Regions from separate parts of the Sus scrofa genome. Here regions 1, 2 and 4 are each linked to region 3. The links are chromatin contacts, called in public Hi-C maps. All regions are on one chromosome and are shown on one strand. The core of a region is the stretch at or near the end of the contact, and the rest is flanking DNA. Distances in the headings are between cores, read along the strand shown.

What was found. A called contact is a pair of places that touch in the nucleus more often than the background predicts.
Region 1: a contact with region 3 is called in a Hi-C map of retroperitoneal adipose tissue, with 1.5 times the contacts expected there. The contact joins the enhancer-like site here to the promoter of CCDC71L in region 3. A contact is called at or near these places in 14 of 47 Hi-C or Micro-C datasets (alveolar macrophages, embryonic fibroblasts, epiblast stem cells and 9 more) and 2 of 2 datasets of contacts at active chromatin or transcription factors (alveolar macrophages and skeletal muscle).
Region 2: a contact with region 3 is called in a Hi-C map of retroperitoneal adipose tissue, with 2.1 times the contacts expected there. The contact joins the enhancer-like site here to the promoter of CCDC71L in region 3. A contact is called at or near these places in 8 of 47 Hi-C or Micro-C datasets (embryonic fibroblasts, fetal heart ventricle, fibroblasts and 5 more) and 2 of 2 datasets of contacts at active chromatin or transcription factors (alveolar macrophages and skeletal muscle).
Region 4: a contact with region 3 is called in a Hi-C map of embryonic fibroblasts, with 2.0 times the contacts expected there. The contact joins the promoter of NAMPT here to the promoter of CCDC71L in region 3. A contact is called at or near these places in 2 of 5 promoter capture datasets (fetal liver and liver), 5 of 47 Hi-C or Micro-C datasets (embryonic fibroblasts, fetal heart ventricle, fibroblasts and 2 more) and 1 of 2 datasets of contacts at active chromatin or transcription factors (alveolar macrophages).

Annotation. Positions count from the first base shown.
Region 1 is chr9:106,943,767-106,950,471 of Sscrofa11.1, forward strand. PRKAR2B (cAMP-dependent protein kinase type II-beta regulatory subunit) reads left to right here. Exons shown (of 11, transcript XM_021102599.1): 7 at 4,044-4,145; 8 at 5,654-5,728. Among named protein-coding and RNA genes, the nearest start is that of HBP1, 19 kb to the right of the region's middle. Within about 2 kb of position 1,400, at least 9 of the 83 cell types and tissues checked have an H3K27ac peak or open chromatin away from gene starts, as enhancers often do. A contact at or near this core is called in retroperitoneal adipose tissue, where this site is marked.
Region 2 is chr9:106,058,079-106,065,077 of Sscrofa11.1, forward strand. The region is part of intron 1 of LOC110255500 (a long non-coding RNA gene); the gene reads left to right. Among named protein-coding and RNA genes, the nearest start is that of SYPL1, 76 kb to the left of the region's middle. Within about 2 kb of position 1,598, at least 6 of the 83 cell types and tissues checked have an H3K27ac peak or open chromatin away from gene starts, as enhancers often do. A contact at or near this core is called in mesenteric adipose tissue and retroperitoneal adipose tissue, where this site is marked.
Region 3 is chr9:106,543,005-106,550,031 of Sscrofa11.1, forward strand. It overlaps CCDC71L (coiled-coil domain-containing protein 71L), which reads right to left and starts at 2,320. Exons shown (of 1, transcript XM_021063516.1): 1 at 1-2,320. The coding sequence starts at 2,049. The coding sequence ends at 1,336. All of the region lies in intron 2 of LOC102163285 (a long non-coding RNA gene), which reads right to left.
Region 4 is chr9:106,156,822-106,163,739 of Sscrofa11.1, forward strand. NAMPT (nicotinamide phosphoribosyltransferase) reads right to left here and starts at 5,020. Exons shown (of 11, transcript NM_001031793.2): 1 at 4,964-5,020. The coding sequence starts at 5,020.

The sequences.
Region 1 (6,705 bases), core at 150-2,649, 400 kb after region 3:
CGATCACGCCAATGCCCGATCCACGGAGCGGGGGCAGGGTTCGAACCTGTATCCTCATGGACACTAGTTGGGTCTGGTACCACTGAGCCACAACAGGAACTTCCCACCCTATAGTTTTGACATGCATCTACTCAGTTATTTCTGACAAGTCCTTTTAAGGAGGCGAGGTGAGGTAACAAGAAGTACAGGACTGCAGCTTCACAGGAGTTACGCATTATCAGTCACCACACAGTGTTGGACTCTGAAGTGGATTCAGCTGATAGAAATCTCTTGATTGGAAAAATGAGATATATTGTGCACTTCTTTTTTTTTTTTTCTGTCTTTTTGCCATTTCTTGGGCCGCTCCCGTGGCATTTGGAGGTTCCTAGGCTAGGGGTTGAATCAGAGCTGCAGCTGCCAGCCTGCGCCAGAGCCACAGCAACTCTGAGCCTCCTCTGCAACCTACACCACAGCTCACGGCAACGCCGGATCCTTAACCCACTGAGCAAGGCCAGGAATCGAACCCGCAACCTCATGGTTCCTAGTTGGATTCGTTAACCACTGAGCCATGATGGGAGCTCCCCCTCTTTTGTTTTTTTGTCTCATTTCTTCTTATTAAAACCAGGCAGTTACTTGTTTACTTATTAAAAATGTGATGAGTCACTTTTTAAGTGCTGGAAGAAGAATTGGAATTGTTTCCAGTTGGAATTGGAATTGTTTCAGGCTCATCATCTGAAGTGTTTTAAGGAGGATGAAAGATCTCAGTACCCAAAGCCAGCAAAGTTAAAAACTCAAACCTGAGTGAACTTGGCCCCTAGGAAGTGCTTACCTGCCCTGTCTTGAGTTTCCTTAAGGAAGGTATCACTGAAAATTTAATCATCCTGATGGGGTTGCTATCCAGAATCAGATTGTCACACGGAAGCCTCCTCTCTGCAGTTCCTCTGAACAAGGTCACATATTTAGCTGGTTGGCCTTTTGATTCCTGATAGTTTTCAGCCCTGGCGGGAACCCTAAACTACTGACAAAGGCCCAGCATTTCCCAGGGTGCATGATACTTAGGTCATTTTCAGAGATTTTTACTAATCTGTACATATTTTAAACTTTACAAACAGTGGCACAGTGAGTTAAGAATTCAACTGCAGCAGCTCGGGTCACTGTGGAGGTGCAAGTTCAATCCCCAGCCCCAGTACAGTGGCGTAAAGGATCTGACATTACTACAACTGTGGCATAGGTTGCAGATGTGGTTTGGAGTCAGTCCCTGGCCTGAGAACTTCATATGCCATAGGTGCAGCCGTTAAAAAAAGAAAGTGGACAGTTTGTGATGATCACCTTGGGGTGTGTGCATAAGTGCAATAGCTGCTTTTAAAAATCATAATAATTAACATAATCAGTTAATACTTCAAACCTGCTTTCTTAGCAATTCACCTAACCAGCCCCCTTCCGGAGAAAGTTTTAAGACCAACAGATTGGAGCTCTGCCGCATCAGTGCAGGTATAAAGATAAGCAAATCTCAAGAGAAAAGTCCTTTGTAGAAGAGTCCAGCTTTGTAAATAAGACGAGGTCACTGTTAGCCCTGGGGAATTAACTGATCTGCAGGACTGTGCTGGTGATTCAGAGAGGTGAGGACTGAAATGACTATAGGATGAAAATCTTTGAAATGGGACTTTCTGGATTTTATTTTTATGTCACAGTGGGTGTGAAGAGGTGAGCCACTAATAGAAATTTTTTTCTGACACACATTGCTCATTATGATTAATTTCTAAATTGCTAACCTCTTTCTAGGCTTCTCTGTTTTGCTGTAAACTCTTCTTCATAAAGTGGTGTGCAGCCAGTCCCCAGAACAGATTACATAGCAGAGTCACTTGGAGAGTTTTTACAGAATACAGATTATTATATATAGAGTCCTGTGTGCCAAGATTTTGAGTCATTAAAGTGTGGGATCTTAGGAGTTTCCGTTGTGGCTCTGTGTCTTAAGAACCTTACTGGGATCCATGAGGATTCAGGTTCGATCCCTGGCCTCACTCACTGGGTTAAGGATCTGGTGTTGCCATGAGCTGCAAAGTAGGTTGCAAACACCGATCCCTCGTTGCTGTGGCTGTGGTGTAGGCTTGGCAGCTGTGGCTCCAATTCAACCCCTAGCTTGGGAACTTCCATATGCCCTGGGTATGGTCCTAAAAAAAGTAAATAAATAAAAATAAAGTATGGGATCTTAGAAACTTTTTTTTTTAAAACACCACTGCTGATTCTGATGCAGAGCTAGACTTGGAAATTATTTCAATATTTTACAATTATCTTAAATTTTTTTCTCTTTTTAAAAAATGACTAAGTCTAAACTATAACCCTTATAAAATTATAATAAACGAAATCGGAGAACAAGATGTTTAGTTTCCTAGAGACTTAATCCACACTTGCATTTTTCCCCCATCCTATCAGTTCATTTAAATTCAGCCTTAATATGTTGGCACAGTAATTTATTAAAGAACATATTCCAATTAATTTTACTTTATATTAAACGGTATTGTTGTTTATCAGTTTATGCCAAACTAACGTAATTCTGAGCACTCTGAGAACTAAATGTTTGGTAGGAATTTTTGTAATATAAAATTTGTAGTAAAACCATTTTTAGAGCCATTAGCTTTAAAGTTTTCCCTGGTTCCTTATTTCACTTCTGTATCCTTGAGGTTAAGTAGTATAAACATAGGAACATTTTAGAATGATGAGCATGATAAACACTGTCATCAAACTCTCCTCAAAGAAGTCGTAGTTTCTCTGTATATTTTAAAAAAGAAACTCTGGTATATGGATGTGATAAAAAGCCTAGTCAATAATTTTTCTATATCTCTTTACATTGTAAGTGCATGATTAAAAATTTTTCCTAATACTGTTTTCCATCGTTTTTTTTTTTACTGCAGTCCACAAGAAACACATTAGGAAATGTCACACCAGTGTATATGTTTGTGTGCCTTTGTGTATAATGGAAATAAATATATAACTCAACACTTGACTAAAAAGGATGCCCACAGATTTTCTCTTTTGTTTTTTCTTTTTTAAAGATGAAAATGCCGGTCATGGGTCAAGGGGGTCAAAAGGTACAAATTTCTAGATACAAATGCATGCTGAGGACAGAGTATACACCACGGTAACCAGTTAATAGTAACAGTGTTGTACATTTGAAATTTCTCATCACAAGAAAAAAAATGTGGTAGCTATATGTATGGTGATGGATGTTAATTAGAGTTAATATGATCATTTCACGATATATACAGATACTGAATCATTATGTTGTACATTTGAAACTAATAAAATGTTGTGTGCCAGTTACACCTAAAAAAAATGCCAGTCATGTCCCACCGAATTGATTTCATAACACTCTAAGGCTGTTATCTGTAGCGAAAGAACTCACTTGCTGGTTTCAATTCTCAGAAACTAAGTAGGATGATGGGGTTGCCAGGGGCTGAGGGTGGTGGGGAAGAGGTAGGTTAAAGAGAAAAAACTTGCAGTTATGAGTAAGTTTTGAGGATCCGGTGTAAAACGTGATGATTATAGTTAACAACAGTATATACTTGAAAGCTGCAAAGAATAAATCTTTAATGTTCTTACCACAGAAAAGAAATGGTAATTATGTGAGGTGATAGCGGTATTAACCATCTGTGGTGGTAATCATTTCACAGTATATAGGTATGTCATATCAACGTATTGTTTATACCTTTAATGCATACGTCATAAATCACTTTTCTCTCAAAAGGGGAGGGGGTGGGGCAGGAAAGAACGGGGAGCGTATTAAGTGGTGCGACAGCGCCACCTTGTGGTGTAGCCCGCCGGTTACACGTTGGTGCTTTCTTTAAAAAACCTGAAAGTCACGTTTTATATGGTTCTACATGTATGCTTAAAGAAGTAATCTGAAATGAGTTACGTTAGAAGTATAATGATGTTCATCTTTTATTTCAAAATCTTCAATTATTGTTTGTTCTTTGTAGGGAATAAATTCAAACTGTCTCTTCAAACCTTCTTTCCCCATAAAGTCTACCTTTTAACTGTCTTCGTATTTGACATTCTGCCTTTAGGACAGGGTAACCTTCAGGAGAATAATTGTAAAAAATAATGCCAAAAAGAGGAAAATGTATGAAAGCTTTATTGAGTCACTGCCATTCCTTAAATCTTTGGAAGTAAGTATATGTTTGTGCTTTTATTTTGCTTTAAAAGCTTTTGTTTTGTTGGGAATGCTTAGTTCTATTGGAAGTTTCTTTGAATAATAATTTATCCATATTTTCATTTGAGAAGATTATATAGCGTTTGTACAGCTCAGCCTTTCTTTTCCTGCCTATAGCTGCATTTGTTTTGTCGTATGTAAGCAATAGACTCCTAGGAGCATCCTTGGCAGATCTGTATTTGGTCTTTATCTGAACGCAGACTTAAAAGAACCCCACAAATGTAGGCAGTGGCCGCTTAGTTATGCCTTTATAGGATCAGATTATCCAAATACAGCACATCCTCACTGGCCTCTCCTCCTTTATTCCTCTTCTCCTTTCTCCTAAAATTGGCATTCTAGGGTCTCTTTTTCTTTTGGCAGGCTCACCCTAACCCTCTTCACATGGTGAACTTGTCAAATCCCCTGGCTTATAAGTCTATTATGTTGATGCCTCTTAGAATTGTTGTTACTGGGCAAGGCCCAGCCCTTGAACGCCAGGCTCATTTATCTAACTGCATATTTAACATTTTCTCTGGGGTGTCTGATAGAAAGCTCACACCTAATCCGGCCCAAACCTCCTCCCACCCCACTTCCCATCTTAGAGACAGCACTGCCATCCTTCCAGCATCTAAGCCACAGTCCTTCGGACTGACGAACTCATGGGCGGATGTGACTCTCTGTTGGCTTAAAGTAGTAGAAATTCAGGCCACATTTCAGAATGCATTTTGGGCAGCTGATCTTTTCCAGCAACAGTTCTCTCTAAATAAAAATAGCTCAGGGGTTGGAAATGCACATGCCTTAGAGTTAACATATTGAAGAAAACCAAGCCAGGATGGGACTTTGGTAAACTGGAAAACATGTGCTCCATCTAAAGAAACAGCTGCTAGTTAACAGAGTTTATTTTTGCAATTTGGAGATATGGGCTGACTGTTGCTGAGTGTCCCGATTTTTCAAGAGAAGCTGGAAATTCAAGTTTTTATTGAAAATTTATTTTAAAATGTGGGCAGTTAATACAGCAAACACACACACACAGACCCACACATTGCTCAGTTTATTTGGCCTATAGGCTACCATTTTTAAACCTTGAAACAGTTAAGGAAGATCTGTGGGCAGTGGATTGAGGATCCATCAGTGTCACAGCGGTGGCTTGGGTCTCTGCTGTGGTGTGGGTTCCATCCCTGGTGTGTGGGAACTAACATGCTATGGGTGTGGCCAGAAAGGAACGAAAAAACCTGAAATAGTTAAGATTACCCGATCAGGCTGTTTCATATAGTCTTGTCCCTCAGTATCTGCAGGACTGTTTCCAGGACCTTGGTGGATGCTCAGTCCCTTACAGTTGGCTGTCCCTATCTCTGGTTCTGCACCCATGGATGGGAGTGGGGGTGGGGTGACTGTTTATTGAAAAAATCTGCATGTAAGTGGATATGCACAGTTTAACCCCATGTTGTTCAGGGGTCAGCTGTATAATCTTCTTTTCCTTTGTAGGTTTCTGAACGCCTGAAAGTGGTGGATGTAATAGGCACCAAAGTGTACAACGATGGAGAACAAATCATTGCTCAGGTATAATACTGTTTATGGAATTCAGTTGAGAGTTATTTTCCGAAAGGCTCTTAGACATTTTAAGGCTTGCTAAATGCTTCGTGTGTGTGTGTATAATTAGTATGTAGTGATTGATTAAATGAATATTACTTCTACCAAATGATTTGTTAAAAAATGGTTTAATTTACAGCCATTAAGCTATTTGAATATTTGTATTTTTGTAATTAACTCTTAATGAATATGTATTAAATCATCAAATGGATTTCTGCATCATTTTATATTTGTACCTGACATGAAAGCCACGTGTATATAAAGAATAAAAAGTCATTTATAAGAGGAAGAAAATGGTAATCGTTCCATGAGTTTTATTAATAAGGACTCAGAGGGTGCACTGGAAGATAGAGAGTTTTTGCACCATCCGTTCAGTCTCCTGGGGCTGCTCCCTGATAAAATTAACCAGGAAGGGAACTCGCTGCACCATATTTTGTACCGACTTCCAGGCACTAAATGGGACCAGCATCCTGTCCAACCCCTAATGCTTTTCTAAGATCCCAGTTGGAACCAGCAGCCATACATATGTACCTTGGTTAGAATAGAGCTGCCAAGAAACAGGATTTATGAGGACAGTTGAAGTTCACAGATAAAGCATACCAGTGGTAATACTTTTTGTAGTTACATTTTTGAAGCATTGAGGGAATGATTTAAACAGATTTTTAACCAGTTGTGTGATTTTTATATTGTGATATTATACTGGATTATAATCTTTATTTAAAATACTGTCTCTTGATGTATGTGAAACAAGACATAAGGTCTGTGAGGCTAAGAAAAGAATAATTACTGTAGAAGGCAGATAAGCCAGTAACTGAATGAGTGCCCCCTGCCCCTCCATACATAGGGATTAGCACCTTCAGGGATCTGGATGACACAGATCCAATTAGAGAACAAGGCCAAATTTCTGCGATAGAAATGGAAAAATTGTAAAGTAGACTTTCGAAATG
Region 2 (6,999 bases), core at 348-2,847, 490 kb before region 3:
CACACACATGCTCTGATCAGTATTCTCCTAATTACTCAAAGGGAACATTATCAGAGCTCTCTCTCCCTCCCTCTCAACCTGTGCAGTTCTCTCCTCTCTGATATTCTTCCTTGCATGCATTTCAGGTAAATTCTAGCTGCATGGTCTTCTTCTGCTACTTTTCTGCTACTTTTTTTTTTCAATACAGAGAACCCATCAGGCTTCCCTGGGTTCATTTCTTTTTTGTTTCCTGTCTTTAAGGGATCACTTTCTTTGTTGCCTAGTGGAGCCTCTTGTAAACCGTGGTTTATATATATATATTTTTTTTATTTTTCTAAAATTGTTTCAGGAGTGCAGGTACATACAGCCCCTGTTACTCCATCTTGGTTAGAAGCAGAAGTTCCCAGATCATGCCCTTAGTCATGGCCTTGATGAAAGAAATACTGGGGAAGATGACTCCTTACATCCAACCTCAGTTGGAAGGTCCGTTTGCCATCTTCCCTTCTGGCCGAGTGGGCCATATAGGCCCTTGGCTCAGGTTGTGGTCTTAGGAGCTGGGCTTGGGGTATAGAGCTGAAGAGCCCAGTCTTTCCTGTGGAGGGTGGAGAAGGGAAATTGCTATCTATATTCCAGATAAAAGAGCATCAGAACATAGACATTTTTTTTCCTCTAAAAAATATTTTCTGCATTCTTCAATTAAGTTGAAGATTTCTTTAGGCTCTGGCTTTTTTATTCAGTTCTCGTGAGTGAAATCCTACTTTTCATGCAGGAATTCCAATACAGAAGGAACTCTGGGTAGATCAGAGGATTAGTTGATACAGGTGCAGAAGGTATGGCATGTGAAACAGCAAAGCTCATTAGGAGAAACTTTTTAGATAAACTTTGAACAGAAGACTCTTATCAGGTTGAAGGCCTGGCCTGTGTTTTAAAATTATAACACACCTCTGTGAACTAAAAATCTAATGGGCTTAGAGCAGTTTAAACATTTATCTCCTGTGTAATCTAGCCTTTAAAAGCCTCTAAAGACCTTTTATGCTAATTGGCCTTCTGGGCCATGTTATTCAAGTTGAGAACTTTTACTTTAAAAATCATATTTCTTTGTCAAACAGAAAATCCTTAGACTCCATGTTTGTGTCTTCTCCCTGTATGCCTCAAGGCAAATACATCGATAAATGTCATAAATTCCTTGCCTTCCAGAATGTTACTAGAGATTTATTATTGGGAAGAACAGAAATGGATCTGAAGCCTCAAATTCCAGGCTGTGAGTCTATACACAGAACCAACAAAATGTATCAAATGGATGTGGGTGATGAGGCCCAGGGAAGTTTGTTAGGTTTCTGGAACTGGAGGGATCTGTGCTTCTTGAAGGGACATATCAGAATGTCAGAGGGGCTGGAAGCCACAAAATGAACACAACTCTTTGTGACCATCAGTTTTATGTGTTGCTAAACATTTACAACATTTTTAGAAATAAAAAGATCTATTAGGATATAAAATGTAGAATTTGCTGCATTTTAGATAAAAATCAGACCTAGAAAAAAATACTGGGCCTTAGGTCACCTTGGATCACACCCTCAGAATGCAGGTGGTGGAGAGGTTCTGATCATTCTCCTGCATGGAATAGGGGTATTTCATTGGAAAACTTGAGAACCTTGCTCAAAAACTACAGTTACCCTACAAAGAGGAGGAGAGAGGAGCCCCTTTATGGAAGGCCAGCAGCTGTGCAGTGGGCATGGAGAGAAATGTTGATGGGCCGAGCCCATGCAGACACCCCTGAGAACTACCAAAATGGGGACAAGATCATTCTACTCACTCATTCATGTATGCACCCATCTCTCCCTCTCTTCCTCCCTCTCTTCCTTACTCTCTTCCTCCTTCCTTCTCCATCCATCTGTCTGTCCATCCATCCTTCCATCCATTTTATGGCCCTTATAAAATGCCTCCTCTGTATCTAGGATAGTAGTAGGTGATGAAAATGAAAAAGGATAAGAAATAGTCTGTGATCCCAAAGAGTTTATTATCTAGTGCAGGATTTCTCAGAGTTCTTCCTGCCGTAACAAATATAATTGTGGAAATACTTGCTAAATCTATTGAGCAGTGCCAAACTGTTCAAAGCGATTTACATGAAATAACTCATTTAATATTTATAATAACTCTTTGGCTCAAGCACTGTTATCATTTCCACTACACAGCTGAGGAGCAGGTGGACTTTGTTCTCTGGGCTGAGAGTTATTGTCTAGGGGGTTAAGTATGTTTATAAATAATTATAATGCTGTAAGTGTAATTTGAATACAAGAATAATAGGACCAGTTATTTCTGAGGAAGTGTAGACCCCTGATTCCAGATGGGAGACCAACTGAGCATGGCACCCCAACATGGAATTTCTTTCCTGCTAATTATCACAGAATCACAGAATCTGGGGCCTGCTACACGCATACCTTGTTTTATTGTTTTATGCTTGCTTTATTGCACTTTGCAGATAATGGTGTTTTTCACGTATTGAAGGTTTGTGGCAGGCCTGCCTTGAGCAAATTTATCAGTACCATTGTACCACTGTTCACTTCAAGTCTCTCTGTCTCATATTGGTAATTCTCACAGTATTTTAAACTTTGTCATTATTATTATATTTTTTATGGTGATCAGTAATCTTTGATGTTACTGTTGCAAAAAGATGATGACTCGCTGAAGGCTCAGATGATGGTTAACAACTTTTAGCAGTATTTTTAAACTAATGTATGTATATTGGGTTTTTTTTTTTTTGAGATGATGCTATTGAACACTTAATAGACTACAATATATGCATTGGGAAACCAAAAAAATCATGTGACTCACTTTACTGCAATATTTGCTTTATTGAGGTGGTCTGGAACCAAACCTACGATATCCCTGAGTTCTGCCTGACGATAACTTTTCACAGCATTTGGCGTGAGGTTTTGAACAACTTCAGTGGCAAAGCTCTCCCAACCTTACAAGGCAGCCCATTCTGTCTTTGGTCAGCCTGAATGGTGGGAAATACATGTATTATTAAAATCTGCCTCGTGATAATGTCTGAAAATCGGTCCTTGTCCTGTTCTTAGGGCATCGTTTCTTAATGTTCTGTGTACGGGGTGCTAATAGGCATCATATGGGGAAATAAAAGAGAGAGTCACGTACATAGTAGGTATAGTAAGTAAATTCTAACAAAGTTTTTTTTTTCTTAATTAGAGATTTTCTCAGAATCTTTTGTATGCTAAAGTTCTTTGTGCATCTCAGAGAGGGATTGCCTTTGTGGCATTTTCCAAATTTATTCACCCATGCAGCTCTCTTCTTGATAGGTACCTATTACTCCGTTGGTAACAGCTGGGAAGTTAAGGCTCTGGTGTCCCTCCATTAGACTTAGCATGATCCTTCTTTCCAGGCCAGCTTTTCAAATGCTTGGGCATGTGCTCCAAACAAAGCTTTCTTCAAACTAAACATCTCTGTGTCTTTCAGCCTTCTTCATAGTCAGGTTTTCAGACCTTTCTCCCTCTGGCCACCCTTCACTGGGCAGCTCTGATCTGCCTATGTCCCTCCTAAAGTGTGCAGTTCACAGCTGAGGATAATAGCTCTGTGTAGTCTTTGGGTTTGTCCTTTGGATACAGAACCCTTAAAACACTGTCATTGTGTTCTTTTATTTCCAACCTGACAAGGGTGGGTTAATCTGACTCTCAGCCCAGAAATGATGAAGGCAAGAGAAGCTTGTGGAATTTGGAGCAGTTCAAGGAAGAAATGGAATAATTTTTGTGTTTGAAGCTTTGAAATGTCTTAAATAAGCAACCATTGGAGAGCCTACTATGTGTAAGGCTGTGTGAAGGGTAGAAGAGATGTAAGCCATTTAGTCTATCACTCAAAGAGCTGATTGTTAAACTGGGAAGATGATTAACAGAAAAAGCAAAAATATAAGATAGCAAAAGAAAAAAATTATGCAGATTACCTAGGGTGATATGGAGTCAAGGAAGAGTCACTGCTAGCTGTTTTTTATCTTTCTTTCACAATATCCCATATATCCAGTAAGGACATTGCTGATGGGAGAAGAGGTGTATGCCTTGCTTTGCAGAGTCTATAGTTTGGTGGTGAAGTGATGCTTTGATCACAGAATATTTTTTCCTAATGACATTTTATAGGATTAGAAATGTGTTTTCTGGAAGAAAGTAATGTTTACTCCAAGTCAAAAATCATGTCCTGAACTGGAGTCAGCTTCTAAAAAAGTACAATGTGTAAATGCCAAGACTGAGAGGGAGTTTTTTTGAGTACAAAGTATTACTCAGAATAAGCTAAGAAACACAAATATTTTCTTCTTAAGGCAACTCCCACACCCAGGCAAGGCAGTGTGGTGGCTAAGAGCACAGACTTTCGAACCAGACAGCTTAGTTTCCACCCCTGCTCATCTACTTCTTAGTGAGTGGCCCTGGCTAATTTCTCAGTGGCTTGTTTTCTTTTTTTCTTCCTCCCTCCCCACTTCCTTCCTACTGTCTCCCTTCCTTCCTTCTTTCTTTCCAGTATGGGGCTACTTAAAAGCACTTTACCTCATAATATTGTGGTGAGTATTAATGAGCTTCTGTATGAAAAGTTGTGAGGACACTCAGAATATCCCTTTTAATTTATGTATCACTAGAACACAAATCACCCCAACACATAGCTTAAAAGAGAATCATCATTTATGTTCACCATTTCTGAAGGTCTGGAGTTCAGGAGCAGCTTAGCTGGGTGATTCTGGCTCAAGACTTCTCATGAAGTTGGAGTCAGATGTCTGCTGAGGCTAAGGTCATCCAAAGGCCCAACTGCGCTGGAGAGTCCACTTCCACTCACATGTCTGGCAAGTTGGCACGGGCTGTTGGCAGGAGACCTCAGTGCATCTTTACATGAGCCTCTCCATGGGATCGCCTGAGTGTCCTCACAACATGACTGCCACCTTCCCCTTGAGTGAGTGATCCAGGAGACCAAGGTGGAACTGCAGTGACGTGTACGGCCTAGACTTGGAAGTCACACGTTGTTGCTTCTCCTTTATTCTACTCTTACTCAGGAGGAGGGACTGCACAATGGCATGATTATCAGGAGGTGACCATCAGTCGGGGCCATCTTGGGGGCTGGCTACCACACCCTTTGGGGAGGGACTGTTTCTATGGGTATGGGACAGTTAAATACAGAATATTTTAAAGTAGCGGACTCCATATGGACACTCAGCATTATTTTCTCAAAGAAGAGTTTTGTAACATGACTGCTTTGCTCTAACTCACATCTCAGGTGTTTTGGTTTGTATTTCCCTGAAAGTAGAACCTGGGGCAAGGACTTGGTTACCTTCCCCTGGGGAGGTAACCACCCCTGCCTGTCAGGTTGGTACTTACATTCAGGGTCAGAGGTCCTTATGGTGTTGGGGGAGGCTCTGAGTTAAAGTGGAAACCTTGGCTCTTTTTGCAGGTGGGATACTGTGAGCTCACAGGTGGGCTGAGGGATGTGATGTGGACCCTAGAGACATTTGCTCCATCAGGTTTGCAGGACCTAGGGATTAAATAGATATGTTAGTTTGGCTCCTCCAAGAAGCAGATGTCAAGAGAAGGTTGGACGTGCAAGGAATACAATGGGGAATGTGCCCTGTGGAAGACGGGAGGAAATTGGAAGAGGCTGGATGAGCTACCAGACGGTGATACAAGTCTGCGCTCTGGGGGAGGAGACAAGAAGAAAAAAAGGTTGGGTAGAAAGAGTCTCAGATGGTGGCACAAGTTGAAGAAAGGTTCAGCCAGGCTGATGGGGGGAGCTCAAGCCAAAACTTCCCATGGAAAGCATCCTGGGTTTCACAGGACTGCCTGCCCTGTTGTCCAGCCTGTGTGTAGCATGGCCTTGGTGCCAATGTAGGAGTGGATTCATTTCAACTCGGCCAGCAGGCAATTACCCTCCCTCAGTTACGGATCTCAGAGGCACATCCTCCTGGCAGCCAGGAGGTTTTGTGCATGAGCAGCACAGGTAGTTGCAACAAGTTTTGTATTTGGGAAAACCACAGGTCACCCTGAGATAGTAAGATCTTTCCTTCTATCTTCTGTCTGCCACATTGTCTGAAATTCCACCATAAGAAAGTAATCCCTTTGTTTAATTGTTACCCTCTCTTCTACCTCAACTCTGAGTAGGAACATCTTTCTTCTTACTTCTAACATCTTAGAGAAGAGTTACTAACACTTTAATATGAACAAATTGTCCAAATTATTTTATTCTATGGCAGACAGAAGGAATCTGAGACAGCGTGAAGGCATGTGGAATTTGGGTGAAGAGCACTTAAGAGCACTTAATATGAAGGATAGGGGACCACCCTGGGTCCATGTCCCAGTTGAGCTTATGGCTTGCCTCTGTTGGGAATTCAACAAAAGCAACATTCAGACTCTGTAGTGAAACAGCCAGTGAAGTGCACTTTAAGCAAGTGTCACCGCTCTTGGTTCCGCACTACTTCCCACCACCTCCTCAATGTTTTGAAGGAGAGTGTATTAAAAATTTTTTAGATTCCGCATGTAAGTGAGATCGTATGGTATTTTTCTTTCTCTGACTTATTTCACTTAGCATAATGCCCTCAAGGTCTATCTGTGTTGTAGCAAATGGCAGCATTTCCTCGTTTTTAATGGCTGAATAATATTCCATTGTGTGGATGTATGTGGGTGTGTGTACATGTGTGTGTGTATGACACAATGGATAAATATCCTTTATCCATCATCTGTCAATAGATGTTTCCATGCCTTGGTTATTGTAAATATTGCTGCATGAACATGGGGGTGCAGATACCTTTTCAAGTTCGTGTTTTCTTTCCCTTTGGAAATAATCCCAGAACTGGAACATACAGCAGTTCTGTTTTTAATTTTTTTGAGGAACCTCTATACTGTTTTCCATAGTGGCTGCACCATTTTACATTCCCACCAGCAATGCACAAGAGTTCCCTTTTCTCCATGTCCTCACCAGCGTTTATCTTGTCTTTTTGATGGTAGCCATTCTAACAGCTATCAAATGGCAGAACCAAAATTT
Region 3 (7,027 bases), core at 1,070-3,569:
CTGATCAACGATTCCTGTGGTCTTCAGCTGTCAACAAAGACCGGTAACTACAAACATAATTACAAATGGAATTAAGATTTTTTAAAAAGTTAACTCATGGAGCAAAAGTCAACTAATTGTCATAATGTTTATAAGAATAATGGATATTATTCTGGGCATTTCTTGCTATCCAACAACAGAAAGTAAAGAAAGAGATCTATTTTGCCCAAAGTAACTTCAACCAGTTATTTGATACCAAGAAATGCCCCCACCCCTCTAGATGACTAATAGTTCTGAGAATTCTAATGGGTATTCTGTTTATCATTTTAATCACAAAGTTTGAACACATTTATTTCTTCTCTGCTATTTGCAATTTAAAATAGGTTATCCTTCAACTATTCCTGGATTTGTATGTTAGACCAGTACAATGAAGCCAAATCATTTCCAATAGGATTCCATCCATCTCTTTAACCAACACCAGTTCTTTATAACTAATTTTTCTTTATCACAAGCCATGTGGTTTCAATGCACTTTAATTTTTATTTAATTAAAAAGAATCTTAACAAGTCAGCTTTTCCTAAACAGAACTTCATATGAGTTTATACCATTTTATTTAGGAGCTCAGTAAATATAAACATTAAATTTCAATATAAAATCTTTAGGAACACCTCAAAAATGTTCAAACAGTTGTACTTTGCATCTCTTTGTTTGTAATCACTGAGCCCATGGAATTCAAAGCATACAAATCCTTGCACTATTACAGTCATAAGCTTGAATCTCTTAGAAAAATATCCTTGGTCAGAGCTTTGGAATCCGGTTAAAATTAGGAAACGAATGGGATTCAGAATACCCTGAGTACAAAACAGGTTCAATCTTTCGTCCAGAAAGAGGGGTGGCAGTTGCAAAGAAAAATGGGGTGGGGGGAGGATTTGGGGGGAAAGCAAGTAGATTCTGGCTTTATTACACAAACACGAAACCAAATTCCTTTGGAAAAATAACGACTTCTTCAGAGAACTTCCAGACCAGTGAGGTAGAGTCCAAAGGGAGAAAACGGATCTGCCCCTCCAGTCCTGGAGATGTCTCAGTCCGGGGTAAGGAAGCATAGGGCCCTCCCCTGCGGGTCCGGCTGTCTCCTCCTCCGCAGCCCGGGCGCCAGGAGGCAGCGGAGGGCACACCTGTCCCTGAGCCCCAGACGGCGGCGCCGCGAGGCCGGGAAAAGCATCCGGTGACTTCTTTGCCCGTAAAGTGCACGAGGGGACGGGGTCCTGGCCGGATCTGTAAACACTCGACTGACACTTGTCCATCCCTCCAGGCGGAAGCCCCGTCCCTGGCCGGGAAGCCGTCGCGGGCTGCGTTTCACGCCCGGGGCACGGGGAAGCGGCGGAGCCTCACCACGGGTTCCAGGTTCACTCGCAGGACTTGGCTTGCCCGGCGCCGCGCCGCCGCCAGGCTGCGCTCGCCCCACACGTCGCCGCCGACGCGAATGGTGGGAAAGGTGGTCAGCGTCGGGGTGGCCGCCCTCCAGATCTCCTCCAGGGTGCGGCCCCCGAAGCAGGGCCCGGGCGCCGCGGGCTTGGCAGGGCAGCTCTCCTCGGGGGCCGGCAGCGGCGACAGCGGCGGCGGTGGCGGGGGCTTCCTCCGGCGGGCGGCGGGCGCCCGGGCTCCGCGGCGCCTCCTCCTGGCCGCCGCACTCGGTGCTGGCCTGCGTGTCCGGCCGCGGGCAGCGGGGGGTCCCGGGGGGTCGGGGACCAGGGCCCGGCAGGAGGAGTAGCCGTAGACGTCCTTGCTGCGCAGGATATGCGGGGAGAACTGGTGCTTAAGGCTGCAGAGGAAGCTCCAGAGCTCCGCGTCCGAGCTCATGAACTCCGTGCTGCGGGGCATGAACAGCTTGAAGGCGTCGCCCAGCGCCTTGGTGCTGTCGGCCAGCGACAGTTGAGACCGCGAGTATACCACCTTCTCCTCCCGCGCCTCCAGCTCGGGCCCTGCTCCCGCCCTAAAGCCGCCGCCCCGGGCGGCCGCGGCCGGGGCTGCCGGGGGCCGGCGCCGCCGCCTCTTCACGCTGCGCCGCATCGGAGGCCGCTCGCGGCCGCCCGCGTTCGCCGGGTCGCGCCGCCGCCGTCGTCCCCGCCCGCGTTCGGCTCTGCGGCGGCGGCCGCCGCTGGCGCCTCCCCGGCCGGCGCGTCTCTCGTTACTTTTCTCGCCGCCTCCGCCCCTCCCCCTCCGAGGGCGGAGGACGCGGGTGAAGATCCTGCCGCCCGGTACAAGATGGCGGCCGGCGCCCACCCCTGGGCTTTGTCATTGGACGGCGCCTCGCCCCCCTGGTTTCTCTTTCTTCTCCTCTCTTGCCTCCTTTCGCCCTCTGCCTTTCTTTAAATGTGCCCGCCTCAGGCTCCTCCCACTGCAGCCCCGACTCCACCCATTGGGTGCTCTCAGAAGAGGGGCGGGGACTAATGGGGGAGAGGCCAGTTCCTGGAAGATGGTGCTGGAGTGGGTGATGGTGGTGGCCCTTGAACGCGAGTCAACAGTTGGGTGGTTATATGAGGTGGGGGCCCTTGACTAGAGTGAAGGGTGGACATCAGCTCCACCTTGGGGAGAGTCACTCTCAGAGTGAGTGGGTGTGCATTTGTGGATTGAGCTGGGGGGGTCTACCAGTCGGAAATAACAAAGGGAGACCTACCCAAAAGCTGTGGTTTTTATCAGAGAAAGGGAATTTGGGTCTAGGTGTAGAGGGAATGGGCCTTTCACAGTTCCATTCTAAACCTTCATTTGGCTCTTTTGCATGTTCATCAACTCTTCCCACTTTGGACCCAAGCAACACTAGCAATCCAGAATCAAGTAGGCAATATGGACAGTGTAAGTGGCATTGTCTCCCTCTAGACAATGGAACCATCTTCACATTTAAGAGATACTCCACTTAATAGGAAAACAAAGCCTCTTATAGCCATAGAACTAAACACTCTGCTCAAGTTGATCAAAGATCATTTACAACAAAGCCATTCTCCTTACAGAAAATACCATTTTTAAATACAGTTTTTTTCTAAATGAGTACACTTCACTTTTCATTTAGTTTTAATATGTCCCTCTGCAGCACCATCTCTATCATTGAGAAGGAATGCAGCATCACAATCAAAAAGGTTCTGTTGAAGGGAACATTAAGAAGCCATTAACTTTTGTATTTGAGAGGAGGGGATTACGAATGTTTGTAGAGTAGTGGGCAGTTTTTAGTCCTCTTTTCTATCCTCAATATTTAGTTCAGTGTCTGTCAGATAGTGGGCAGTCCACCTTGAGTTTATCAATGAAATACCACTGATAGTTTAAAATGATATGAGAAAGAAGGATATATTGAAATCACTAAGAACAAGGATAATTTTATAGTTTCTATTTTACACTGCAATTTTCTCCTAACTCCATTAAATTTTTAAGGTTAAAAAAAAATCTCCTAATGCTTAGAACTCTGAGGTAGGCATGCAAATTTTACCCTTCAGTGAGCATCATATTTTGCAGTGGAGAACTGATAACAGCAGAGCTTTGTGACTTGCACACAGCTGCTAATGGTTCCCTTGAATTTGAGCTGAAAGATACCTAGTTCAATCTCCTTATTTCACAGATGAGGAAATTTGGTCACACAGAGGTTCAGTAATACCAGTTCTTGATCAGGACTAAGTCTTTGGATTCCTAATCTAGTGATCTTTATATGTCACTGGAGGTTTTTCAAATTGTGCTGCTCAAACAGGTTCAATAGAAAATGCTTTATGCAAGAGTGGGGTGATCAAGGGACAGAGCTGTACCCCTCTATCTGCTTCCACTCCTCCCCAAATTGAACAGTTTTTTAATCTGTCCTATATTGGATTTACAGATGATGTTTTCTTTGAACCAGACTTTGTTTTCATTTCAAAAATTAAAAACATATATATTTTAAAAGTTGCTTCTCTACACCAGAGCACTCTCTCCACACAGTGGGTCTACAGCAAAAACAAAACTTCCTCCCAAGAGACCAGTTCTCAACCTACCAAAATCATGGTAATTCTCTGAAGAGAAAATCATTTTCCTAGGAAAGCATACCCTTATCTCAGAACAAGATTATGGAGCCAATTACCAGCTTCCTAAATCCTTATAAAGAAGTGATATTACAACAACTCTTTATGTCACAATTCGTTCTCTTGGTAATTCTGGGAACACATACTAACATGAAATTTGTATAACTTCCATTGGAATGCCCCTGCAAGATAGACGTAGAAAATCTCACAGAGTAAGCCAGCAGAATGGTAAGGGGACTTTGTAATAAAAGGGTAAAGTAAGGTTCTCATATTATTATTTCCTCCCTTCCATGTTAATCATATTATAAGTACTTAGAGTACATAAATATGGAAACACTTGGGGTCTTTCATCACATCAGTATATACCAGACATCTACACAGACAGAATTGATTTCAATTAAAAGGATAAATCTTTTTATAAGACTTTTTATGCTAAGAAGACATAAGATTTCAACAAATTGCAGAGTATTTGGCAATTCATTTTTATAATACATGCTCATTTAATTTACTTAAAACCAAACAATATCTTTATGGGATATTATTAGATATTAATATCACACCAAAGTGCTTAAATTATTATATAATTTAATATCTGGCATTGTTTGATTTCTCTATTCTTCTGCTTCTTATTTTTACATTTCTTCTTCATCGCTACCTTTTGATTAACTTACACAGTCTTACAAATGATTCTTATCCATTCTCTGTGAGTAAAATTTATACATGAAGATAATATATTTCTTCTAGTTTCTGGGACTCTCCTAAGACACTAGAAGGTTTATGGAAAGCCAGTAAGTTAAAATTTTGTTCTTGAGGAAACATTGTTTAAAATGCTGAATTTATTCCTTTACCTATCAAGGAGAATGGGGCTATCTCTATCTGATAAATAGTGGTGGACAATAAGACTAAACAGCAACAACAAAAAAAACTAGCTATATATATATATTCTGAATTTATAATTTATGTAGTTTAAAAATGAAACAAAGTAGAATAAAGTGATAGGCAAAATTAAAAATAATACATAACTCTTAGCTATCCAGCACTTGTACTTTAAGATCCCACTTCTATAAAATAATTGACTTCTTGAAAAGTGGCCACGAAAATAAAAAAGTATATGTAAGTGGTTGGGAACAACCACCCTGGAATCAAATAGACTTGAGATCAAAGAAATCTTTGTAACAAAATATCCTTAGATAATTTTCAATCCCTCTGAGCCTATTTCCTCATCTATAAAATGGCCATAATCTCTAATAGATTGTTTTGAGAATTGGATAAGTTGACAATAGTAAAAGCTTTACTGTAGTGCCTCTATCACAGTAGACATCCAATAAATAACATGAACCTTTGCTCGTCTTACTTATGAGTATTCAACACATTTCAACTCCTATATTACAGTGAGAATCTATAGATTTTAAGTACCAGATTGGTGAAAAATCAAATGAGATTTTACAATGAGAAGGAAACTTAAGAGATCTAATGAGTCTTAATTCAGATGAGAATATTGAGATGCCAGGAGATCTTCCCAAATTCACACAGCTGAATTGTGGGAGCCTCTCAACTAGAATCTAGGTCTCAGTTAATCCAGAGTTTCTAGCATTCTTGTACTTCATCCACGGAGACAGCATAAATTTTTAGTTCAAATGAAATTACATAGAACATGACTCATCAAATTCACTATTTTTATTAGAATGGTTATAAAGTAATTTAGATTTTTTTATAAAAGTTATCTCAAAGCTCTGATAAGCTCTAAAACTGCTTAATGTAAATTACACAAAAACCATGTAAACTGAATGGCCAGGACTTCCACTTACAGGAGATGAAACATATGTACTCTCCCCATTTCTCTTGCTACTTTCAACTTAAAAACCCTGGACATAAGAAGACTAAAGAATGGAGAGGAGAAAGCAGACAGGCTAAGGATATCAGAGACCAAAAAACAACCCAGCAACAAGTTCTGTGGTTTTTCTTTTTTTCCTCTTTTCTGCACACATGTCAGACTGAGTACTAGAGAATCCAGCAACCAAGACATGCCAACAGACATAAAAGACATAAAAGCTCTAACAAAACCTTGCTCTCACTAGCTTTAGGATCAAGGAAGCAGTAGCCTAGCAAGACAGAAACTTTAGAAAATAATCAATCTGCTAGAGTGGAACACTACCAACAAAAACCAACAACAACTTCTCCAGATTGTAACTAGGCACCCCATCACCCCTCTTGGGGTAATGTCAGAGAAGGGCAAGGAGGGAATCATGAATCTCATACCTGCTGGACTTAAGTGAAGCAATTCTCTCCTATAGCGTCAGTGAAGACTATGTAGGGGGCAGTAACAAGACCTCCTACTCTTCCCAACCAGGGAGCTTTAGTAGAGGTCTAACAGCTTTCCCACCCCAAATACAGCAGCAATGAGGAGCCTCTCTCCCTGACTTGAGTATCAATGCAGGAAGAGTGAGGAACTTGGAATTCTACTTGGCAGTACTGAGGCAGTACCCCTCCTTTTCCCTGTTGGAACAGTGTCAGAGGAAACCAACTAAAACTGATGATGTAAGTAATATTCAGAGTCTTGGAGTTCTCTGATGGCTCAGTAGGTTAAGGATCTGGTATTGTCACTGCAGTGGCTTGGATCACTGCTGTGGCAAGGGTTTGATCCCTGATCTGGGAACTTCCACATACCATGGGCATAGCCAAGAAAGAAAGAAAAAGAAAGGAAGGAAGGAAGGAAGGAAGGAAGAAAGAAAATTAAATAATATCCAGAGTCTCATAACATAATAGTCAAATGTCCAAAGTCACAACTTAAATTTGCAGTTGTAAATTGAATAGGGAAAAAAAAAAAGGCCATCAACAGGTGCCAACACTAAGATGAGAAAAATGTTAGAATTATGTAATGGATTTTTAAATAGGCATTATAAAAGCACTTTAACAAGCAATTATGAACACTCTTGAAACAAATGAAAAAACCAGGTATCTCAAAGAAAAACAGGAGATATAAAGAAACAAAATGGAAATTTTAAAACTAA
Region 4 (6,918 bases), core at 3,770-6,269, 380 kb before region 3:
TTTGACTTCCATTACTAGAGAAAATGATCGTACAATTTAAAGTTATTTATAAGATGAAAATAAAATCACAAGTTTCTCATAATATCCTCAGCAAACATTACCCCAAAAATGTTTCCTAAACTGCATAGCCTTCCTGCAGCTAACAAAGCACTGCCAGTACATAAACATATGTGTGGTAAAGAAGAGAGGCACCCAGGAAAATGGAGCTCTTCTAATAAAACTTAACTTCACAGTTAGTTATGTGATTGATTTACTTCATGAAAAAGATAAGCTTCTAAAACCTGCAATCCCAAGGTTAAATACCTTTGTATGACAATTAAAGAGAAGTATGAGAAATATTTAAATTGCACAGAATATTTCTGTGAGAGCAAAGTATAATTCTCCCCTGAGCTGTGCTAGATTTCCTATAAGGTTAATGTGATGTCTTCCCAAGAGCCTTTCTCCCGCTATAGGATCAATGAACAAAGGCAACTACTACTCAACTGTTTTTGCAGTTATAATCGTGAAGAAACCACCTGAAGCTAGTATTTTAACAACATCACATGTATATAAGAGAACATGGAGTAACTGACCCAAGGTCACAAACTAAGCTATGTCATCTATGTAATATCTAAGGGCACTAGTAAGAGGCACTTATACTGGCTAGGACTCTGCCTCTTCAAAGGTAATGTGCTAGAAATAGCAAAAATCACAACTGATTCTTTCTTCTTTTCAATCTATTCAAGATTGCTCAAGCCCTGAACTTCTGTTGCCACAGAAAATAATTCATTGCTATTTGGCTTTTTTTTTTTTTCTTTTCGGCTGTGCCTGTGGCATGAAAAAGTTCCAGAGCTGGAGATGGAACCTGCAGCACAGCAGTGACCTAAGCCATAGCAGTGACAATGCTGGGTCCTTAAGCTGCTGAGCCACAAGGGAACTCCACTATTTGGCTTTTGAAGCAATAATAACTTCAAAATACAATTTCAGGATTTTTGGATTATATTATCCTGAGGAAGGGGAGAAATTTCAAAACCAGCCATAATTATGCTTGCCTCTTCCCTTAAACCTTTTGGTACAGAGTTCTTGGCAACTTGTATGTTTTTTCTGCCACACCTTTAAGAGAGATTTCATCAACTGACAAAAAGTACACCAGCTTCTAATATTTTTGTTTTGCAAGATACACTACATTTCTTACTGACTAAAACAATCTTCCTATGAGATATATTCATGATTCAGATTTTGTTTCTGTTGCGTGAGGTCTCGTATAATTTGTAACATAAAAGTTACTGGAAAAACTGCATCCTAAGAATACACAGGTACTTTCAGACATACAAAATGCAGCAGGACCACAATTCTCACAAGGCTCAGGCTGCCATGGGAGCAGCTGTGATGATACTTGAGTATGTGTTCAGAAGTGGTGAAAGAGAAGCTACTATGAAAAATAGGAACAGCTCAGAGGAAGACACTGGGCAGCTAAAATCCCCAGCAGGACTAACTTGCCCATAAGATGATTTTCATCTATCTCTAAATCTTTTCCTCCAAAGAACCCAAACTTAAGATTCGTTATTCTGCCACTAATGAGGAAGCAAACTCTTTTTTTTTAAAAAGGTGCCTTGGGTGCTTCATCACTGTAAATTATAGTCTTTTTTAACTTCTGAACTCAACTTTTACCCATCCTAGACTGTAAAGGACATCTTTCGTCTTTTATAATACTGAATAGGTTTCCGACATTTATTAAATTAATGGATTAAAATGTGCTGAGGTCCAGATAACCAGTTTACAAATGACCTTTTGAGAAGCAACCCACACTGGACAGCACATTTCAACTAACATGTGACGTGGTTAAAACTGTAAATTGCTTATGGATTACTTTCATGCACTATATATATTATTTTTCCCACAAGGACCAAATTGGCATCTTCTATTTTAATCTACTAACAGGTAAAATGTTAAGAAATGTTGAAAACTATTCTCTGCTGTAGTTTATCTACATAGAAAGGGAAAGAACAATGGAACTGAATGAATCTTTTAATGATCCACAGTTATTTGGAAACTAATTGATGGTTATCCCAGAGAGAAGTGAAAAAAATGCCCTGTTTCCTTTACCAAGTGTTCTAAATGCTTTTTATGCACTGCAATGGTTAAGGCCAGCCTAAATGCACCACCTTTCTCTAGCTGGCTTAGCACAATGTAAATAAAACCCAGTAGATAATTTTGCTTTAAATCATTCTGAAAATATAAATGATTACCTCTTAGGATTGTATCTGTTTTTAAAATTTGTATTAAGAACCCAGGATGAAAACAGAACAACTACATTTACCTATTTTCTAGTTCATCAAAATGCATAATAAAGTATGAAATTACAGAAATGAATATATATTTTGGTTCAAATTGTCCTAAACCTTCTGGAAAGGATACAGGTGAAAACGAAATCCCAACATGTAGTCATGTGCTTGGACACTATTCCACCTATTTGCAAAACACCATTCTTGGTGCCTAGACAGCCAATGATCCTTTCTTCAGTTCTAGAAAAAAGAAATCAACAATATTCTGCTCTCTTCCAGGTACATATCTAAAGCTACTGGCTCCCTATTTTAATTGGCCAATAGTTTATAAGTACTGATAAGGACATATATGTAACATTCTCATGTAATGTACAAATAAAAGTAATTTCACTCCTTCTAGACTCAAGATTACCATTTCTGTCCCTTCTTCATCTAAGAAGATAAAAAGGCAAAAATGATAAATAGGCTATAAGGACCACTAAAAATGTAAGGAAAATGAAACGTAAAGACTAAATTGTGAGCATGAAATACACAATCTATCTTACTGTACTGCTCTAAGCCACTGGTATAAGACATATCAACCTGAACAAATCCTCCTGAGGAAATTTGGGGAGGGGGTTATGAAATTTCTTATTAAGGTAAAAATGTCCTAAAAAGGTTCTGAAGTAGAAAGGGGACAAACACACCAATGTGAACTGAAAATGGACAGGAATAAACTTTATTAAAAAGATGTAAATTCTGGAGTTCCCGTCATGGTGCAGCAGAAATGAATCTGACTAGGAACCATGAGGCTGTGGGTTGCATCCCTGGCCTCACTCAGCGGGTTAAGGATCTGGCATTGTGTGAGCTGTGGTGTAGGTCACCGACGCGGTTCGGATGTGATATTGCTGTGGCTGTGGTGTAGGTTAGCAGCTGTAGCTTGACTGGACCCCTAGCCTGGGAACCTCCATACGCCATGGATGAGGCCCTAAAAAGAAAAAAAAAGAAGAAAAAAAAGAAAATTCTAATAGTGCAGGTAAGTATGCCTTGCTAGCAGAATAGAAAACTTCACGCTAGAGGGACTACAAACTAAAAAAGCTTGCACTCTGCTTTGTTTTTAAAAGTTGGACCAACCAATCTCAGTTTACATTTCCCGTTTTCAGCAAAATCATAAGTTACTACATTAAAAAATTTGAAAATGATTTTAAAGATTTAGTTAATGAGGTCCTGGAAAACTATGAATGAGACCATTCTAAAAATACTCAAAATACTATGAATGAACTAAGTGACAAAAAGAGCATAAGTAAACCTCTATGATCTCCTGGCAATTGTGTAGAATTCCACTTCAAAAGTCCATTTAAAAGACCACTTGTTAAAGAAACTTGGTTCTAATCCATCTAAATTATCACAAGTAGAATATTAAATCAGCTGGAAAGAAAACAATATAAAACTTAAGTAAAATGGGATTCTCCAAAATACTTTATTGGAATTAAAAAAAAAAAAACCCAAAAACCCAAAGCAACAAAATCACAAAACCCCAAACTAAAAACGTCATGCTTTAATCACTATATTCTGAACTCTCGTGCTGTTCACAGTAAAAACTAAAATTTATTTTACGAAAGTGGGGTTTCCAAGCTGACAGCTCATCTTTTAGGTGTCCTGACTAACAAAATTTCTCAGCAAAGTATAGTCCAGTTTACTTCATATAATTTGGATACTAGGGGAAAAACCATTTGCCGGATTTGTCTCTAATCACTCTTCCCTTTTTACTAATGTACATGAGCTTCAAATAAAACGAGGTAGCTATACGTGCAAGGGTCCAATAGGTTTAGTAACACAAGGTTGTGCCGCTTTTCCCTCAACAAGTTCTCTAGGGTTAACTACAGTTCATTTAACTACTTGTGTTTCACTTTCTTTTTCACAGAAATCCTGCAGTGGTCCTAATGGGATAATGGCAGATTGGCTTTCGCAACAGGGGATATACGAAGCATGAGTGATTACCAGCAGCAAAGAAGTTTGAAACGGAGCCCAGAGGAGTGGGAAGGGGGAATCCATCAGGGTGACCAGAGACTGATAGCTAAGTGTCCTCTGCGCCCGAGCCACAGGCAGAGGAACGTGGCTGGCTGCTCCCGCACCCCTGAAGAACCTGGCCCACCCCTTCCTTGGAAAGGGACGTACCTTCCCACTTAGGGGGTGGGCTCACACGACACACCTCAGCGGGGGAAACCCCACTTCTCAAACCTCGTTCCCGGTCTCTACGGCAGAACCCTAGGGGCCGTTACCTAACTGACCCGGCTCCTCCAGCGAGCCCTCGCCCAGGCCGGCCCTGCCCTCCCCGGCCCGGGGCCAAAAGGCCGCGCTCCTGGGGAAGGCGTGCGCTCAGCCGGTGACGCCCCAGCCTGCCCGCCGCCCGCAAACCCGCACGAGCCCCCGGCGGCGGGCGCGCGGCACCGGCCCGGGCCAGCCTCAGCCCCTAGCCGCGCACCTCCGACCACGCACCCCCAGGCCCCGCCTCCTGCCGTCCATCCCTCCATCCCTCCTCCCTCCACCTCCTCGCCACTGCGGCGCCAGCCTCACCTGCCCGGTCCCGCCGCCACCGCCGTCCGCGCCTTCCCTTGGGGCCGCCTCGCGCCAAGACCCCAGCCCCGACACCCCGCCCCGCGCTCGTCCCCGACGCGCCCTCTCTTCCTCCGTCACCTGCCCCCGCCTCGAGCCTCTACCTTGTACGAGTCGGTGGCCAGGAGGATGTTGAATTCGGCTTCTGCCGCAGCATTCATCTCGGGCCGGAGTGTGGGGGCCACGCGCCGCGGGCTGCCCGGCGCGGCTGCGAGGAAGGAGAAAAATGGGCTTCACCGCGCTCCGTTGCTTAAGTCACCGCTCGGTCGGAGGGGGAGGGGGAGTGGAGGGGAAAACGGAGCGGGGAGGAGGGGCCAGAGGAGGGCGGGCCTGGGAGCCGTGACGCGGTGAGGGTGGCGGCAGTGTCGGAGCGGCGGCGGAGGCGGTAGCGCACTCACACTCAGGGGACTCCGGCGATCTCCTCACCCCGGTTCCCCGCCCCCGCCCCATCGCCCCGGCGGGGACGCTAGGGGCGGGGCGCGGCCGCGCGTGCGCAGCGTGCAGGGGGCGGGGCTGGGCGGGGAGGACGTGAGGCACGCGCTCTTTCTCGGAAACGCCCACCCCGGGAAGCCTGAGGCTGCGGGGCTGCCCTGGCCCGTGACCCCGGCGCCCGCCTGGCTTACGTCTCTCGGCCCCGCGCAGCGGGGCGGGGCCGGGAGGGGGCGTTCCCAGGCTCGCCACTCTTGCGATTAGCCGGTTCGCCTGTCCCGCTGGCACATTCCTGTCCTACCCAGTCCTGGCCCTTTTTTCAGAGTCCTCCTGAAGTCACGCCACCCGGCTGGGGGCCGAGGAGCCTCCCTCTGCTCATCTTCCCGTTCCCCTCGCGCAGTTACTCACCTTTGTCTCTGGCTTGGATTAAGGATGGAACCTTTTGCCTCCATCCCTTGAGTCCCTTCTGGTCCTCCTAACCCTCTCTTTAAAATCTGAACAGCTGAAGTGAGGAATAAAAAGAGCTGAGGAGCCGCTTTATAATCTGACGCATCGCCCTCGCTTTCCTCCGGCTCAGTGGCTGAGCCCTTTGATCCTCTTGGGGAGGTTTTGACTTTCCCCGATAAAATAGCCTGCGCCCAAAGTTGGGGGCTGAATTCAGTCCTCACAGATAATGAGAGGATAAGAACTCGCTGAATCTAATATTGCTGAGAAGTATACGGCAAAGGGCCAAGTCTTTGACAAGGTGCGAGACTGACTTTTATCATTATAATTGCTCAATCTTGGGAAACGGGTTGGCAACTTGGAAAAAAAAAGCAAAAAACGAAGTGAAACGACGTCGGATGACTTCATCCAAAGGCAAACCATCCATTTGCGCAGTTCTCATACGTGGTTGTATTTTTGAGTAAAACCAAGATTCCCTTTGTCTCTGGGATCAGCAGCTGCTTGTGTTTTTATTTTATTTTTTTAGATTTAGGTTTTACAAGATAGAAGTTGCTGGGGAAAGGGAATTTAATGAAAATTGGAAGAACTTTATAGATTGTAGTTCAAGCTAGTGGAAGTCTCATTTTATGCGGGGGGGGTGTGGAGGCTGTGAATGAAGAGAAATTCATCATCCGAAAAGAGACCGATTCAATTAAAAGCAACTTCAGTTCAGACGATGTCTTGGAGTCAGTACACATTGCTGACAGTCGCCTCCATCCATAGGTGGACCCCTTACAGGCAAAGATCACAGAAGTGGTGAGAAATCCCTGGGAACTCACCAAGGTAGTGAATAATTCTAATGCATTTAGGATTATTTTCAACAACAAAGTTTAAAACAGACGAGGCTTTTTGGGTTGACCTTACCTGTGTTTACTAGGGAAAATTACTTTTGAAAATATTTAAATAATTAAAAATATTTAGGGAGATTTTGTTACATTACTTCAACCGGTACAATTCAAAGAAAAATGATCGTTTTGCTCCTTTTAATGTGGTACCTTTTTTCTTCATTCATTGAAACTTTCTATAATCTACTTAAATGACAAATGCGTTTTGCTTAGCTTCCTGGAATCCATGTATGTATAACTGACTCTTGTTCTATGCTGCTTCATATAGGGGAAAAAATAGGATTCTGATTACAAAGTGGGCT